Linked DNA regions of Zea mays: region 2 is linked to region 1. A link is a contact called in public Hi-C data. All regions are on one chromosome and are shown on one strand. Each heading gives the region's core, a stretch centred on a gene start, on an enhancer-like site or on the middle of the called end of the contact. The rest is flanking DNA. Distances are from core to core; before and after follow the strand shown.

Region 1 (3,519 bases), core at 155-2,654:
TTATCCTATGTTTCTGTATATATGATTAATCTTTATGCTTGCTATGCAAACCTTCCCTCTGTTATATTAGCTTGTGAATGTTTTCTTAACACCTTGGACTAGAAGTCCTTCGAAGGTGATGCCTGGGCCAAAAGCCAAGATCAATCCCCAGTCTTCACTTATTGTCCCTTTCTTTAACTCGTCCCTCAAGTACTCCAGCACATAGAAGATTGTATTGCTGCTCACATTTCCGTAGTTCATCAAAGCCTTCCTGCTAATCTTGAGCTTCTCTGGCTGAAGTTGAAGGCAGATCTCAAGCCTGTTTAGTATTGCTGGTCCGCCAGGATGCACAGCCCAAAACACATCGTTGAAATCCTTTATCCCTACCTGGTTCATGAGAGTCCTGCAGAACCCTTCTATGCGGCTTTCAATCTTCTCAGGCAAATCACGCCCCAGTTTAAAATTAATTCCTTCCTCTGAGATGTTGCCATCGATCACTTTATCAGTGCCAGGTAGGAACTCCTGTGTGGAGAACTGAAGCTCCAAGAAAGGATTTTCAGCTGGTGCCATGGGGCCTGCTCCTATAATCACAGCTGAGGCTCCATCACCAAACAGGGCAGCACCAACAAGGTCATAAGGACGGTCATAACTGGGTGGCCGGAAGCCTAGCACAGTGGTCTCAGCAGCCGTTACTAGGACACGGCTCCCTGGGTTGTTCTCAGCGATGTCCTTGGCAGTGCGGAGGGCAGCAGCACCACCGGAGCAGCCAAGGAAGAGAAGGGAAGTGCGCACGGTGTTTGGACTAAGGCCAAGGCGAGCAGCCAGGTGAAGGTCACCCCCCGGGAGACGAAGTTCACTGGATGAGATGTAGATGAGGTGGGTGATATCAGCTGCAGGGCGGCCCCATTCGTGGAGGGCAGCACGAGCTGCAGCAGCACCAAGGTCGATCACCGCGGCATTGCAGATGTCAAGGCGGGGTGTCAATGTTGGAGTACCCTCCATCTTCAGCTCTGGGTGCTTATCCAGAAGCTCCTTGGACATAACAGTGTACCTTGTCCTCACTGTGGTGGTCGTGCCTGGAAAGTAAAATCATTTGGAAAATACTCATCTGCTTACTAGAGGCAAATCAAATCATCACATAGATACTCAAGGTAAAGATAAAGACCAATTTAGCATACAAAGGCGCTCGAGCTTGGCCCTGGTGTCGGGATCGTCGCAGCTGCTTTCTTGGAGGTAGCTCGCCGCAACCTTCTCCTGGGGCAGGACTTGGTCAGGGAAGCCCTTGCCCAAGGCGAGCAGCATCGCCTTGCCCCTTGAGCCCTGGCTCTTGCCGTTGGCGTCCGTGCTGCCAGTGTCCGTCATTGTCACCGCACGGGCGCTCCTTGGTCCACCTTTCTGTTTCCAGTGCTGTACTGTTGTGGTTTTCTTGGTGCGGCCAGGCCATGGCAAACACATCTTCGGTGCTTTTAATGGGTGGCGCGGTTTGCGGAAGTGTTTGTTTGGTTTCGGTTCTGCAGGAGGACGGAGGAGGCATGGGTGAAAACATGGTAGGTCGCGGACTGGTCGTCTCACTCTCGCTTCTTTTCTGGGGGGAGATGGTTCATTCTTTCCACCCCCTTCTTTGGTCTGCCCAGTGTTTTTGCCCATCCAGTTGGTGTGATCTTTCCTACTTGTCCTTATATGGTCGTCCCGCAGGTACGAGCGTGAAGTGATGCTAGAAAATGTAACGCTGTTCAGTTTACATGTTGGTTGATGCTGAAGCCTTGTGGCTAGGTGCTATGTCCTATGATGTTTTGCTGCAGATGTTTCTTTTAGCGCAATGTGGCAGGTGTTCTGTCGTTGCATTTCATGTGCTAGGAATTGGGCATATGTTCAAAGGTCTCAGCCGTCGAACTGAACTGACAGATGAGAAACGAAGAGAAGTAAAAAGAAACCAAAACTGGGAAACAGCCGGAAAGCAAACGTCCTGTTGGTCGCTCTTCTTTAATTTGACCGATGAACACTTGTGTTCGTGTCATAGTCAGTTGCTAACACATGGCATCTGGTGAAGAACAATACTTCTGTGAGAGGCCTTCTTGTTTGCTCCGGATCGTGAGTCATGTGTTAGCAATGACCTCCTATATAATTCTCTACTAATCTTATTTCTCATGAGCCTATTAGACTTAAAAATAAGGGATTTTTACAGTGACGCTCTTAGTTGTGGACAACTACATAAGTCTACCCTTAGTTTTAGTTTTGTCCACCCCGTCACCCGTTTGCCTAGCAATACATCCGCATGCCGTTTTCGTCCACCTTGCAGTGACTGACAGGACGGACCCACAACTCCATCAACACTTGCAATTGGGACCCACTACAAACTTTCCCCATCATCACTTCCTGAGCAAAAATCTCGATCCAGACGATGCCCGCTCTCCCTGCTTCTCCTCTCCCCGTCGCTGATCCCCACCGCTGGCGCTAGCTCAACCGCCGCTCCTCGTCGCTGTGGCACCTCACCTTGGCCTTCCCCGCCGCCAGCTCACAGCCACCGCTCCCCGCCGCTGTGGCACCTCACATTGGCCTTCCTCGCTGTCCTTGGTAGACTTCCTCCGGTCAACACTCGAGCCGCCCCCAATAGCCTTCTTCCTTCATAGACGCCGCCGCCACAGCAGCTCCCCTGCAACATGGTTCTGCTGCACATTCACACTCTCCCTGCGACGCTCCCCAACCCTAGGATTGCTCGGCGCGGCGCTCCCCCATCTATTCCCTATGACGCAGTGCGTGGAGCTAGGTTACTGTTGATGTGCACAACACACCTTTTCCCTGGTCGTGCTCGATGCGATGCTCCCCCCACCGAGTCTCCATGGCGTTGTGTGTGGCGCGCACCTGCTTGGCAGTTCATATGCAGCTATAGGTGTACATTTAGGCCGGATCTGGTGGACCGGCTCGAAGCACTGCCCAGACACGGCACGGCCCGTTATATCAGGCTGGGTTTGGGCCGAGGTCACGGCTCATAGGCGGGCACGAGCACGGCCCGTTTAAGGCAGACACGAAATGGCCCATATAGAGGCACGAAAAGGCCCATATATTTATTAAAACCACACTTCATTCCACACTTTCATATACTTGATAAATAACACAAAGCTAGAGATAATGCTAGTTAGATGTTTTTTGTAGCTTTGAATTAGAGTGTGTGATGTAATTTTGCTTTTGTTATGAACATTAGACAATAAACTGAACTTATGAACTTTGTATAGAGCTGATTATACTCTTTTTCCTTCTAACAAAATGATTTATAAACGAGGTAGTCATTGCATAGCTGTGGTAACTTTAATACAAATACTAAGTTTGATTTTGTTCAAATTTATTTGTCTTATCTTTTATTTGTTTTATTATTTTTTTTGAATTTAGGGCTCTAATGTGAATTTTGGGCCAAAAACTGAATTTCGGGCCTAAAATTGAATTTCAGGCCGTAATGTGAATTTCGGGCTTTTATAATTTCGGGCCGCCCGAAATGAGCCCGGCACGTTTAAGCAATTACGGGCCGGGCCGTGGGCCGAGGGC
Region 2 (3,385 bases), core at 667-3,166, 150 kb after region 1:
AACACGCTCTTTCAGTTATCCTTATCCACCACAAGCAGACCATCTCAGCTCTATTCCTTTCTCAGCCGCGGTGCTACTGCGGCCGCCGCCCGCTCTGCAATGCCACCGGCGGCGGCTGGCGATTCCTTCACGCAGGTCTCGTCGGAGTGGTCGGACACCACGTTGTTGCCTCGGCTGGTCACGTTCCGGAAGAAGCATGCGTCGGAGGCCTCATACCTGTACGTCTGGCGCGCGGCCCACGACTCCCGGACGGCTTCCCCGTCCTCGACGTCCACGTCCCGGGCGCACTCCTGCGAGTTGCTCAGCGACCGGGCCCAGAACCCCGACCGGCCGGCGGCGACGCGGTCGTCGCTGAACCCGAGCTGCACCTTCGTCGCCGCGGTGTACGAGTCGACGTCGGTCTGGTTCACCACTCCCACGAACTTGTACAGCGTGAAGCTCTGCTGCGCCTCCTGCGCGTACAGCACGCCGGCGTGGTCCGCGACGTGGGCGGCGGAGTACGCGTCCGTGGTCTGGTTCACCTCCGGCTGGAAAAAGCTGTCGCGGAAGTTGATAGTGTTCTCGTAGCCCAACCTTTGCGTCCACGTCGCCGTGACCTTGCCATACGACGGCGTGTGCACCCACCCGGAGGCGGAGACGTGTCGGAACGCTGTCGTGTAGTAGAGCCCGTTGTTAGGGCCATCGGGCAGAGTCGCGGTGGCCGTGTCCAGCGGCGGCGCGTCGTAGCTGACAATGCCCGCCGCCGTGGCTGCGCCCCTGGGGTCCAGCCAGAGGTGGAGGTTGGCGTCGACGAACCACGTGTCCATGGCGTTGGTCACCGTGAACGCGACCTCGTGCTTCTCGCCGTCCAGCAGCTTGCCCAGAAAAGCCGTGAGCTCGATGTCGTAGGATGGGAGGTTGAACGAGCCGATGCCGGTGATCGGTCGCCAGAGCAACGGGTTGATGCCGCCGGTGTAGACCACGGGGAACGGCCACACGACGCCGACCAAGTCGCCGTCGATCTGAACAGCGACCTCGCGGAACGGGCCGTTTCCGGCGGCGTTCCCGTACCAGAACTCGTCCTCCGAGTGGTAGGAGAGGTACACCTCGAGAACGGCACGGTACGTGTTGGCCGGCACTGTGATGCTCGCGGACGCGATGTCGAAGTCGTCCTTGATCTCGAACCACAGGCCGTCGTTCAACGGGAGGCTCCGCGATATCGGAGCGACGACGTCGGCGGGGCCTAGCCCGGGCTGCGGCGGCGGCGGCGGCGGGTGGCGGAAGTAGAGGTGTAGCGTGACGTTGGCGTGGAAGACCCCGATGTACTGCTGGTCCACGATGTTGCCGAGGTACACAGCGAGCGTGGTGGGGTCGCGGGCGGCGAGGAGTGACGCGTACTTGGTGACGTCCTTGGAGACCGTCCACTCGACGCCGGCGCCGCTCTGGATGGGCGGCTCAGCGGTGCAGCCGCGGAGGAGCTCGGCGCCGCCAAGCCACACGCCGAAGACGCGGTCGTACTGGACGCCGCGGCACGTAGCGCGCCACTCGAGGACGGCGAGCGAGATAACGGCCGCGCGGCCGCCCGCCGCCGCCAGGCACGGCGGCGGCGAGTAGGCGACCGTGGCGGGGGGCTTGGCGTAGGTGTACGCGAAGGAGTGCGAGAGGAGCAGCGTCGAGCACGGGCCGAAGCTGCCCGGCGGCGGCCGGTGCGGCCGGTCCACCTCGAAGAAGACGGTCGGCTGGTCCGGCGCGGGCGGCCGCGGTGCCAGCGGTCCGAGCGCGGCGACGTCCGAGGCAGAGAGACGGAGCTTGTGAGGGAGCGAAGCAACGGAAGCCGGGACTAGGGAGGCCATGACGAGGACGAGGAGTCGCACGTAGGAGCTGGCCATGTCTCTGCTGCGTTAGGGGTGGAGGACAGCGAGAGGCCCTAGCTGGTGCTTTGGCGCGCTTCTTGCCGTGGAGGGGATTTAAAAAGGGCGGTAAAGAGTAGAAGTGAAGTAGAGCGCACTCCATTTTCAGGGACCATGCAATGCTCTTATTCCCTGATGGAGTGACGGTAAATTGGACTGCAAGTCACACAGCGACACTAGGCCTCGCTAACTGAGGTAATGGAGCCTAATGATGTAGCTAAATGTTTGATCAGGTTTGGATTGCAAGTTTAACTTAGCATGGGTCAGTGAAGTTAAACTAGTAATGCAGACAGGTGCTGCAGGAGGGCCGAACATTAGCTATGTTCTGTACCTGTGTATGGCTCAGATTGCTACAATGTTTACAAGAATGGTCGCTGGAAAGGAGAAGCATACGCATTCCCAGAAGCCAGAAGGTCCTGTGATCCTGTTCTATATCTGCTCCGATTCTGAGTGGCAGAAATGCAGATCCTACGCTGGTATTAGATGAAGCAAATTTATAGGAAGTAGTATTCTCAACAAATCCTCTGGGGCCTGTCTGAAGTGGTGGCTGGCTAGGACTGGGAGGCAACTTTGCCTTGCTTTGCTTCAGGGGCTGGCTGCTCTGATGATTCTCCTCTCTGATTGGGATGGTGCGCCTGTACGCAACCGTTCAGGGCCCACGATACTAGATGTAGCTGCTAAAATGTGCGTTTTTGCCAACGATCATAACTAAGGGGGGGCTGGGCCTGATTCTACGATCCTAGTCGATAGATTCTACAACACAGGGATCTTACGTTACCACCAGCACACTTACATCATCCCTGAACGGATCCATGGCTTGGGACCAGCAGATCAAACCATCCATGGCTTGGGATCTTACAGCTGTTCGTCTGTCTGACTTTAATCCGAAACAGTTTCTATTGTTCAAAAATATTTGCATTTCGGATGCAAACATACCCATTTGCATGCAAACATACCCATTTGCAGCCTCTCATATTCACTACCTGAAGGCCCACAAAAACATATCAAAATTTACAAAGTAACCCCTTATGAATTTATTTTTTCTTCTATTTATATGAGCCTCCATGTATAGGATGTGAGAGGCTGCAAAGGAGTGTTTGTATTTGGGATGGAAAGAATTTTTTTTTCTCGGTATTTTGTCTCTATAGATTTTAACAGCAGTTCGAACAACTGATTTTAATCCGAAAAAAAACAATCCGAAAAAAACAAATGAAAAGGTTAGAAATACTGTGCAAAATGAGCATAGGTATATTTAGGACCTGTGATACTAAGTCCTATAATTATTTGATGATTTTTTAAAATAAAATCCCGCTGGAACAATTTTTTGGTGATATTTTAAAATAGAACTCCGTTCAGGTATAGGACTCCTCGTGAAGATGCTCTTTCGACAGAGCGATATGGTAGACTGGCAGCAGCAGGACACCGCTGGTTAATCGGCAGAGCGATATGATAGCCTGGAGGCCCTTTCGCCACACTAGCACAAAATCTCATTGCAT

Evidence for each region. A called contact is a pair of places that touch in the nucleus more often than the background predicts.
Region 2: a Hi-C map of tassel shows a contact between it and region 1, with 3 times the contacts expected there. The contact joins the promoter of LOC103626147 here to the promoter of LOC100192519 in region 1. A contact is called at or near these places in 6 of 25 Hi-C or Micro-C datasets (bundle sheath, ear, leaf and 3 more).

What each region holds. Positions count from the first base shown.
Region 1 is chr5:28,058,573-28,062,091 of Zm-B73-REFERENCE-NAM-5.0, forward strand. LOC100192519 (CHS13) reads right to left here and starts at 1,405. Exons shown (of 2, transcript NM_001137739.1): 1 at 1,158-1,405; 2 at 1-1,055. The coding sequence starts at 1,341. The coding sequence ends at 67.
Region 2 is chr5:28,204,048-28,207,432 of Zm-B73-REFERENCE-NAM-5.0, forward strand. LOC103626147 (peptide-N4-(N-acetyl-beta-glucosaminyl)asparagine amidase A) reads right to left here and starts at 1,917. Exons shown (of 1, transcript XM_008646530.3): 1 at 1-1,917. The coding sequence starts at 1,868. The coding sequence ends at 51. LOC100191311 (Syntaxin-41) reads right to left here. Exons shown (of 8, transcript NM_001136745.1): 8 at 3,366-3,385.